2 separate regions of the Gasterosteus aculeatus genome follow, and region 1 is linked to region 2. The links are chromatin contacts, called in public Hi-C maps. All regions are on one chromosome and are shown on one strand. The core of a region is the stretch at or near the end of the contact, and the rest is flanking DNA. Distances in the headings are between cores, read along the strand shown.

Region 1 (5,183 bases), core at 332-2,831, 56 kb after region 2:
CACAGGGAGAAATGATCCAGGTTGTGTTTTTGTACTGCTTAAGATGACATGTACGTCATGTAAAAATGCTGACTCGCTTTTATTATTACAATGCAGGTTGGCTGTTTGACTTGACTTTGCAATATGTATTAATAATAGTGAAACACAATATCGACTGATAAGACATGGTGATACATTGATAAGAGTTTAGTGAAGATGTAACTCGCGTTACTTAAAGTGAATTGTTTTAAAAATTGTCTGATTTACGCTGAATTTAAGGAATTCTAATAAATAATCAAACATTAAACAGCTTTTATTCTCGCTTGTAGGTTATATTTCGTCATATACGTTGCCCTTTCCTCTTAGTGTAAAGGAGATACTGAATAGCAAGACGTCACTGTTGAAATGCACCATATAATAATACATATGACGCTACTATGATTATTTGTTGGAGGATCTGCACACAATATAATGTAATAAATGAGATAAAGATAAGCTGCCTTTGCTGTGTTTGAGTGTGTCAAACACACTCGTGTGTTATCAAACCTTTTTATACTAAAGTAAAATCACCATGTGTCCCTGTTGCCGTGGTGTGCTCAGGGTGATGGGCAGTGTTTCCTCCACACAGCGCTTTGCATTGAAGCCAGAATGTTCCATCCTGGTCTTCCACTGGTTGCTGTTCAACAACAGGATTTGTTATGGTGGACTTTGCACAGCAGCTTTCTTCTTGCCACTCCACCATTAAGGGCAGATCAGTGGCTCCCATTAAGTACATGGCTAATAGTTGTCCTGTGGACAGATCCAGTTCCTCATCTGTGGATCTTTGCAGCTCCTCCAGAGTCACCATGGGCCTCTTGGTTGCTGAACTGATTCATCTTCTCCTTGTCCAGCTCGTCTGTTTGTTTGGGTGGACGGTCTTCTCTTGGTAGGTTTGTGGTTGGGCCGTATTCTTTCCATTTTTTAAAGATGGATTTCATGGTGCTCCGTGAAAAGTTTAAAGCTTTATGAGGCTGTATAGAGGAAGAGCAGCAGGGTCGATCTAAATTGCAGATATTTTGGTCTCATACAGCCCTGATTGATTCCCTCAGTACGCCGACTAGAATGAGGGCTGCTCGCCTGGCTGGTGCATGTTTAAGTATGAACCCAGGAGTGCAAGCATTGCAAATACCCAGTAATAATCATGTTACATTACAGGTCATTTAGCTGACGCTTTTATCCAAAGCGACTTACATTACATTTTAAACCCCTGGCTTTTTACATTTTGCCTGGGGAGCAATTAGGGGTTGCTCAGGGACACTTCGACTTGAGACATGGGGCAGCCAGGACTCGAACCAACAACCTTGCGCTTCCCAGCACACCCGCTCTACCATCAATTCAATCACTTTATTTCATAGTAGTAGTGGGGGAAAAAAAACTAAACATCTTTTACATACACTTTATTATTTACAAGGTTTCTGCTAGTTGGACCATAAAGGGTTACTTGGCCATGCCAGACAGCCAGCTGAGTTTGAATAAAGACTGAGTGGCCGTGTCCCCGTCCTGATCGGCCAGCTGTCTGAACAGGCTGCCGGGACGGAAGCTGTCCTCACCGTCTGCCAGGGAGGACGGAGTCGCCTGCCGGAGGAAGGAGACACGTCAGGTTGTACAACATACAACTCCAGTGTTGGTCAGGACTAAGTCTTGATCTAGACATCTTCTGATGTGGACATTTTGGTTACAAACACCCATCAAACTCCTCAGTGATGAATAATGAAAATGATTGAAATGTTTGTAGTTTAGTAAAACTGTAAAGGAACAATCCAGCACTGTTTTGTAGCATTACAGTCCTGGATCAGGGCTAGCTAGATCCCACTATGCTACTCCATGCTAACAAATGTGCTGCTCCATGCTAACACCTGTGCTACTCCATGCTAACACCTGTGCTGCTCCTTGCTAACAAATGTGCTGCTCCATGCTAACACCTGTGCTGCTCCTTGCTAACACCTGTGCTGCTCCTTGCTAACAAATGTGCTGCTCCATGCTAACACCTGTGCTGCTCCTTGCTAACACCTGTGCTGCTCCTTGCTAACACCTGTGCTGCTCCTTGCTAACACCTGTGCTGCTCCATGCTAACACCTGTGCTGCTCCTTGCTAACACCTGTGCTGCTCCTTGCTAACACCTGTGCTGCTCCTTGCTAACACCTGTGCTGCTCCTTGCTAACACCTGTGCTGCTCCTTGCTAACACCTGTGCTGCTCCTTGCTAACACCGGTGCTGCTCCATGCTAACACTCCAGTATTTCAGCATTGGATTCCAAACAGTCAAATAAAGTTAAATAATCTAGGCTTACATAAGGGCTACTACCGTAGCATGCTGAATGTCCAGTGCGAGAGCCCTCCGAGGATCATGTCTAGTAAATACACAAACTGAGGACTCGTGCGGACTACTTTCTCGGTTTCCAGAAGATTCTTGAAATGGTTTCAAACAGTTATCATGGACCTCTGGACCCAATGATTCACTGAACCGCCGACGTGATGTTCATGAGCCCCAACGAACAGTCAGACCATTTAAAGAAAACGGTTGATTGAAATAGATTTTCCCCTGTGTGTAGCCTGTACGGAGACAGAACATTGTTAGCCTAGCTTACCCCAAACACTCTATTAGCTCAAAGCCAACTGACATTGTTATCATGTTACTGTTGAGACAGCTAATGAGTATTAAAAACTATTTCCTCAGATGCCAGTGTGATTTGTCGAGGCATTTTTGATGGATAAGTTTTAAAAGAGAAAGTTTTCGACCAATCACAACTTTAGCTGCATAGGGACATCTGCTTTTTTCTTTTTCTGCTGCCAAGACAAACTCGACCAATAATGCGTTCATTAAAGATGTGATTGGTCCATTTAAAAACAGGTAAGAACAGCCCACGTCCTCTGCTACCCCAAGGAGTTCTCCAGACTTTAGTCTGATCCCAAACTACATGACGAGCACAAGCAGGGTGGCAGATTAGTGAGAAATATCACAATATATATCAGTTATGAAGCCCTGTGGCACTAAACCAAGTCACCACTAAGAACACACGCACACACTTACCTGTGCATCTCAAAAACGCTGGGAGGGCAGAAGGTGAAAGAGAAACATTTTTCCCAGAGTTGAACAAAACAAGGACCATCCTGTGGTAGTCGACATGTGAAACACTGAGACTCAGATATCTGATTCCAGGTCTGTCACTCACCAGCTGGAGAGCAGCGTCACAGCTCCGGGGGGCTGACTTGGATTTACGCACACTGGACGTGCTGAGAGGCAACAACCCGAACCTGCACAACATCGAACAACCATTATTAAAATACTTCCTCGGTACTGAATTCTCGATCAGACATTCTGGATTGGAAATAAAATGCAGCCAATTTCCGATTTTGAGTTCACATATAACATGTCATAAAAGAAATGGTTATGTTGAGTTTGTCCTTATTTATGGAGAAGTTATTCAGACTTCTTATGCTAAACAAACTCCTCCAAACTCTATTGAACATCTGTTTTTCTGAGTACCTTAAAGTTTGACTTTATACTTAAAGCATTAACTAACTGCTCAGAAGTTTACTGTTATAATGCAAGTTGCTTTGCCATAACAAACGAATGCCCTCGCAGTGGAAAATATCTTTGGTTTTATATTTGAGATTTAGCTGTAAAATAATCTCAATATTTGGCAAGTATGTAGGCTAAGAGGAAAATGTCATTTAAAAGAAATGTTTTAACTGCTAATGGAGTTCTGCGGCTAAAAAACATATTTGTTTAAATTGTTTGCATAAATAAAAGTGCGCAATATATATAATTTTGCAATTATAATTAAATTCCTGGCTCTCACTTTTAAAACAGGCATACATCACTGTGGATACATTGGGAATAATGACTCCCATTTATTCACCTAGTGTGTGTTCAATCATTTGTACGCCTCTACACATTTTCCTGCGATGGGCGTTTTCAGGGATCAACTGGAGTAAAGAGTGCTCGCTGTCCTCTGGTCACATGATCCGTCGGCGTCTCATGGGTTTCCTTGGATTTACTCACCTGGTCTGGCTGCTGGCTAGTGGCAGGATGTTGTAGGGCTCCTGAGAGTTGCCACTGCTGCTCCGCGGGGCAAACTGCTTCTCTGAGCCCGTCAGCAGCCCCAGCAGCACCTGAGACAACAGCACATGAACCTGTGAGCAGCCAGCGAGCACAGCAGTCTGTACATCTACCCAATGCGGACAACGGAGGCACCCTGAGTTCGTTGGTCACTCATCTCTAATCTAAAGCTGCTTCTATAACATCATTAAGATGAAACTACGCTGCACTTCTATGTTTTTTAGGGCTCAATGTACCGAGGTCCTCTGGGACAGGCGGTTGAGGTTGGTGTTGAGCGGCGGTGTGAACACATCCAGGTCAAAGGGGTCGATGTAGCCCTCCAGCCAATCACACACCTCGTGGAATCTGGAAAACACACAACACAATGTTTGCTTTCAGATACGTTTTAAATTATCAGCAGGACATCAGAAAAAAATAATAATTAAGCAAGGTACGCTGGCTAATCGGGATGAAACAGCCTATCTTCTGATTGGAGGAAATCCTGCTCCACCTGCTCCTGCCGAGTCACACCAGTCAACGAAAAAGGTTTGGGTCTGTGCTTCTACATCGAGTTGTGGATCCCTCAGATCCTTCTGTAGAAATTAAACTCTGCAGGTCCTCGTGGATCGGTGAAGACCTAACTCAGCCAGCATGGGGGGCACGGTGGCCTTGAGCTGGTGATCAACCCTGGCGGAGCTGGGACAGCGGACGTTACCTGGGGTCTTGGTGGGATCGGGAGCCCTTTCCTTCCTCCACTCTGCTACCCAGAATAGTGTGAAGGTAACGGAGGTCAAACAGCAGCTGTAAGGCTCTGTTCTGAGTCATGGGGAATACGCCCTCCTGGATGGAGCAACAGAAACAAACAGGGAGCTGATGTGGTTCCTGATGAATGAAGAGCAAGCCTCTAAACTCACCCCGCCACAGTAATATCAATGAAACTACCAACTATTACATTGGTAATAATGTTGGGCTGCTTTGCAAAGTAAGGACAGCGCGATACGATCAAAAGCCTCTGACCTGCTCGCCAATGAACTTTCTAACCCTTTTTTTACCCACAGGTTATAGAATCCGAAGTCATCAGAAGGTACAACACAAACGTCCCTCATCTTCATTGTGTGTGTGTGT
Region 2 (5,510 bases), core at 2,872-5,371:
GATGAGTCTGGACTGGCATCCCAACAACGTCCTGCTGGCCGCCGGCTCTGCAGACTTCCACTGCAGGTGACACGAGCAGCTAAACTGTCACGTAAAGGAAGGGAAGGAATGGTTTTATTAATGTAAAGTGCCTTTTACTAGACACATTACATTCTCATATCTCCATTCATTCATGTTTCCCCTCCAAGCTGAAACAGACGTCATAGTTATTATCATTTAGAAAAGTTTTGACGTCAAAGTTGTTCGCAGTTTGCATGACATATATATGATTAATGATGGTTTAGCCCAACTACGCATGATTGAGCAACACAACAGAGATTCATACTGTGCTCCTTAGGGTTTTCTCAGCCTACATCAAGGACATCGAAGACAAGCCTGGACCTACTGCTTGGGGGGCCAAAATGCCTTTTGGGGAGGTGCTGCTGGAGCACAAGGACTGTGGAGGCTGGGTTCACAGTGTCGCCTTCTCCCCCAGTGGGGACCAGCTGGCCTGTGTGGCCCACAACAGCAGCATCACCGTGGTGGACGCCGCCCAGGGGAAGGAGTGAGTTCAGCCGCCCCCACACACTTATTCCATCAGGGCGATTAGTGTCTCTATGCAGCTCAAATGGGGATGACGGATCTGTGCTTCCTTTAAGTGGATCCGCGATGAGGTGACTCACCAGACCAGGAGCACGTCATGGCTCCTCAGCAACTTTTCACTTTAGCTTTTTCTTGTTTTTAATGGCTGAAAACGTTTTTCACGTATATATTTCTCTAATAGATAAAATATCATGGGTTTATTTTGGTGTCATACCAATGCCGCCTTTCTGAACTCAATCCAGGGTCACCCAGCTGACCACCGACCGTCTGCCACTACTGAGTGTGCTGTATGTCAACGCAACTGAGCTTGTTGCTGCGGTAACTATCACCCCTCTGTGTGTGTGTGTGTGTGTGTGTGTGTCCTGCAACTTCAAGAATGATCAACTACTCGACTTGATTTAAACCTGCATTAATCAATCATTTTGTATTAATGATAATAGTCCCTCATAATGAGTGAGAAACACCACTCTATAACTCTACAGAGCCGTTTTAATAGAATCCCTTTTCTGTCAGGGTCATGACTGCTGCCCCTACCAGTTCACCTATAAGGGTCCAGGCGCCGTTGAGTTTGTGAAGAAGCTGGATATCCCCAAGCAGACCTCCAAGGGGGGCATCTCTGCCATGCAACACTTCCAGAACCTGGACAAGAGGGCCACCGATGAGGACAGCAACGAGCTGGGCACCCTTCACCAGAACAGCATCACGTAAGGGCTTCCACTGGGCGTAGCATCAGCACCTCCACCTCTGAGGTACCACACAACAAAACAAGTAGAAACGTGTTGCTGTGGACTCAATAGCACCTTTATCATTTGGGCTTTGGCTCTTTTTACTGTGGTAAGAATAATAATAATAATAATTAATACATCTCCATTCATCTTGGACGTATGTTATGTTGACCAAATGAATACAGCTTTGAGTAAACCCTCAAAGTTGTGCTCAATCTTGCAAGTACACGTCAAGTAGCCATGACGGAAAGATCCGCAATGTGACTCAGGTCATGTGTTCTATTCCTTGGCAGGATGTGGAAATGCCCCTAAAACATCAGCCACTCAGCAGGTTGTCCTCCTTGCCGGTGGGGTTGTGTAGTGTGATGCAGAGCTAGAGCCTCGTGCACGTTGGACCTTTCCTTTATTCCAGCTGCTTTATGACCTCATAAACATGGGGCTTGCTGGATGCACTATATGTATTGATGCTCTGGGTAACGTGAGAGAATTACGGTCCCTTAGTTTCACTTAAAGGGTCACTTAAACTTAAAATACTCTGGAAAATGAGGGGGACTTGGTTCGTACATCTACATGAATCAGGGAGCATGTGCACTATGCTGCTCTGTGTGAAACTCTGGGTTTCTTTGTCTTTAATTAGAACACCTATAGGGAAACTTCCATGGATGCATCTTTGTAAACCGTGTGTGCACGCGTTGTGTTGTGTTTTGCAGTCAGCTGTGTGTTGTGTCTGGGGAGAGAGCCAAAGTGCAGAAGTACAGCAGTGTGGGTCTGGATGGAGCCATGGTGATCTGGGATTTTAAGGTACAGGCGTCAAACACATAAGTGAAACCACATTTATTCCTTTTGCTGTAAAGATTTGTATCACTCAGTTTTACTATTATCTAATCATCTTAAGCGTTGAGCGACTTTTATTGGAGTTTATTTACTGTAATTGAAGGTGAATATTCTGTAAATAATCACATATCTATTTCTTTATTCTATTGAAAATGTGTCTCAACTGTAACATAACTGAGCAAAATCCATTTGCACGAAATGTGATTTAAAGTTTAAAAAACGAGAAGCATAAGTTCTGGTAACTACTGTTTGCTATGTTAGGAATAAAGCTCCACGCTCACGTATCACACTGACGTGGAACCTAATCACCTAATTTGTATCACGGTACAGAAATAACCTGGTACCCCAAAGGATGCACAGGACAACTCTTTCCAACTCCGATTTAATCTGTATGTTTGGTTCATGGATCCCATTGATCATTGGCTGTGTAAGCCCCTATTCAGGCCAATGGCAAAAAAATAACTTACCTTAGAAGCCCAAAATACCTGTGATCAAGCAAATGTTTTATAAAGCTATGAAGTGCACTTGGCCCTCTTAGAGAAGCGGATGAGGGAGTGATGGATCCCTGTGCTAGCAAAGGATGAGCTTCATCAGGCCAAACAAATACGTGTGCATTCACCCAGTGTCAGCTATCGGCTACAATGCAAACATGTAGCAACATCAATTCAATTTCACGCTTATTTTGTAAAGCCAAAAATCCCATTACAAATTTGCCTCAGCGGGCTCTACGGTCTGTATGCGACATCCCGTGTTTCCTGGAACCATCAGATGGGCAGAGAAAAACTCATGTACATCATCTCCTGAGATCAGTACAGCTGCGTGGTGCTTCCAACATGTTCTCGCTCTTTTTGTGCAGCATTGAAGCACCACTGAGGGGTCAGAGACTCAACCCCCAACCCCGGCATCAAACATACCTTTATGCAACATGACGGCCACCATGGAACTACTGAAGTGCTTCTGAGCAACTGGAAACTATATTTGTCAATGAAAAAAGTTTTGGTAAATAAAGAGGATATTTACAAGACAGACGATGTCTTGTCATGTTATGTATTCAGTGTGTTGGTATTTGACTCATTGTACTGCATGTATTCATTTAGTCTATTACTTTATCTTTGTATCATCACTCCACTGCTGCTGTTGCTTCTGATGGATCACTGCACTGAACTGACCCATCAGTTAGCAAGGATTCATGATATGTTAATGTGGTACAGTAACGTCTGCTGTAACATTGGTTGTGCTTTCTAAACTTGGAGAAAATACTACTGATAACATCCTCAGGGTTGTCAAACTGCCTGATGTCCAGAGGGAGGTTTCTGCTGTCAGGATCTCCGATCCCCCCGAGTCGGTTGATGAGAAGGATCCAGCACGTTGGTCAATTAAAGTCAAAACATTTATTTAGAAGAGAAAAAGATTACGCGAGCAATTCTCTGCAGATATCTGTCTCTAACTATTGCTTGCAGCAGGAGGTCCAACACACCAGCACGTATCTCAGCGCCCGGTGTAATGGCGTCGCCGAGCAGTAAAAACGCTGAGTTTTTATACACTCGAAGACAGTTCTTAGTGCCAGTTACGAGAAGCCACGAATCAAGTTGAGATAAGAACTCAGGTGGAGCTGAGGGTAAAAAACAATGCTCCTCTGATCGAAGGTCTGTGAGAGCAAGATGACCCCCTTCCCCAAACACAGCTGCAAACCCGAAATCTTTCTATGTCTCCATCTCAGGGTCAACCACTGCGACCCGGTTCTTAGCACCGGACACATGTTTACATCATGTTTTACCACTACATGCATCTCACACTGCTAAAAGTACTTCATGTACCTCTGAGTTGAACAGTACTAAATGTACCCTTTGAGATGAGGTCTAAAAGTACTTCATGTACCTCTGAGACGTGATGAGTTGTGTTTAGAAGAAATCGTCTCCACACCGCCGCCCAGCGTCGGTGATATCGGGCCAATCCAAAGACTTGTCACGTGATCTATCACGTGATTGGACAAACGAAAAGCCATTTGATCACATGCACGCTGAACCGGAGTGATCTCTTTTGATTGAGGGCCCGGACCCGTGTTTTTAGACCGTAAACACGCTCGTGTTTTTGTGTATCCTGTGTGTTAGCGACGCGATCACAGCCCGAGTGGACGGACACACGTAGAACCCGCTCCGCTCCACCAGCCAATGAAAACACGCCATTCAACCAGCGACAGCGGGTTTGGGCGCCAACCAATCGCAAGGGGCGGAGCGGTGACGTCGGCCGTCAGCTGTTCTTGTTTTGCTTCAGTGTTCCTCGTCCCTCCTCCAGGTTCTGGACGAGCGACGTCCGCAAGCAGCCGCGGTGAAACGGACGCTCCTCCGCGGCTTTTCTTCTCCTCCGCGGAACACATTTCTGCCAAATTGGAGTCGTCTTCCGCCGAGATCGAGCGAAGAGGTGCAGCCGATCCCGGGCCTCCAATCCAGGGCGGGCGGAGGGAAGGAGGACGCTGGGCATCGGGATGGAGACCGGAGACGGTGCCGACGGGCCCGGCGGGCCGGACGCACCCGGGATGCAGTTCGGCTGCGCCTCTTTCAACCAAGACTCCACGTAAGTAAGCAGGACCCCCCCAGCTGGCGTGTCCACGAGACACCCATCCGCCTCATTTCTCCCCGGGAGCGAGACCAAGCATACGATCCGCCTTCAAAAGGTGTCTTTGCTCACCAAAGTATTACATCAGACTTACGTTCTCACGTTTGACACATCACAATGGAAACCTCAGGAGTGTGAGCCAGTGACCCTAGTGAGGTCATACTGATTTCATCGAGGCGTTTTTGTTTTTCCTTATGGGAGTTTGGAGCTGTCGATCGGACTTGTTCTAGTGGGCCTCTGCTGCACAAACCCTTCATCAAGCCGACTGTTTTCATTCAAGTGTCAGGCCTCTAATCTGCAGCTGTAACCAAGGTAACATCTGTAATAGCAGCTCTGCTGGATCACTGGGGTGCTTCAATGCCATGCACGAGGACATGCACAAGAAACGTGATTTGCATGTGCAGGTATGTGCATATCATTACGCATTCCTTTCCCAAATATCAAGTCTTTACTTGACAGAATGTGGAGCGGATCAGAGTAAAATATGCACGTGTCACACGCTCAGTTTGTTCAGAAGGTGCAAGGCGTGCGGTCCCGTGGGTTGACACGGTAAAGGAATGTTAAGATCATGGCGGAGGAAGAAGACACAGGTGGCCATTAAGAAAACAACCACCGTCTCAGACAGGACAAACCGTCAGCTTGGACTACAAGCTAAATATGACCTGTTAACATGTATGTCACATGATCATTTCATCCAGAGGAACAAGAGAGCGTTAACAGACGTTGTGCTCCTGTGTTCCTCATTGGTAGGAG

Evidence for each region. A called contact is a pair of places that touch in the nucleus more often than the background predicts.
Region 1: a Hi-C map of blood and trunk muscle shows a contact between it and region 2, with 2.5 times the contacts expected there. The contact joins the enhancer-like site here to the promoter of wipi1 in region 2. A contact is called at or near these places in 5 of 6 Hi-C or Micro-C datasets (blood and trunk muscle, liver, skeletal muscle and 1 more).

Annotation. Positions count from the first base shown.
Region 1 is chr11:1,315,555-1,320,737 of fGasAcu3.hap1.1, forward strand. rgs9a (regulator of G protein signaling 9a) reads left to right here. Exons shown (of 17, transcript XM_040190723.2): 17 at 1-554. cog1 (component of oligomeric golgi complex 1) reads right to left here. Exons shown (of 16, transcript XM_040190722.2): 11 at 4,774-4,898; 12 at 4,316-4,424; 13 at 4,023-4,132; 14 at 3,190-3,271; 15 at 3,048-3,065; 16 at 1,403-1,593. The coding sequence ends at 3,057. Among protein-coding and RNA genes, the nearest start is that of cog1, 13 kb to the right of the region's middle. Within about 2 kb of position 1,582, at least 1 of the 9 cell types and tissues checked has open chromatin away from gene starts, as enhancers often do.
Region 2 is chr11:1,256,961-1,262,470 of fGasAcu3.hap1.1, forward strand. wipi1 (WD repeat domain, phosphoinositide interacting 1) reads left to right here and starts at 4,122. Exons shown (of 13, transcript XM_040191061.2): 1 at 4,122-4,715. The coding sequence starts at 4,627. LOC120828306 (actin-related protein 2/3 complex subunit 1A-A) reads left to right here. Exons shown (of 10, transcript XM_040191820.2): 5 at 1-66; 6 at 338-544; 7 at 825-900; 8 at 1,096-1,286; 9 at 2,018-2,108; 10 at 2,998-3,164. The coding sequence ends at 3,003.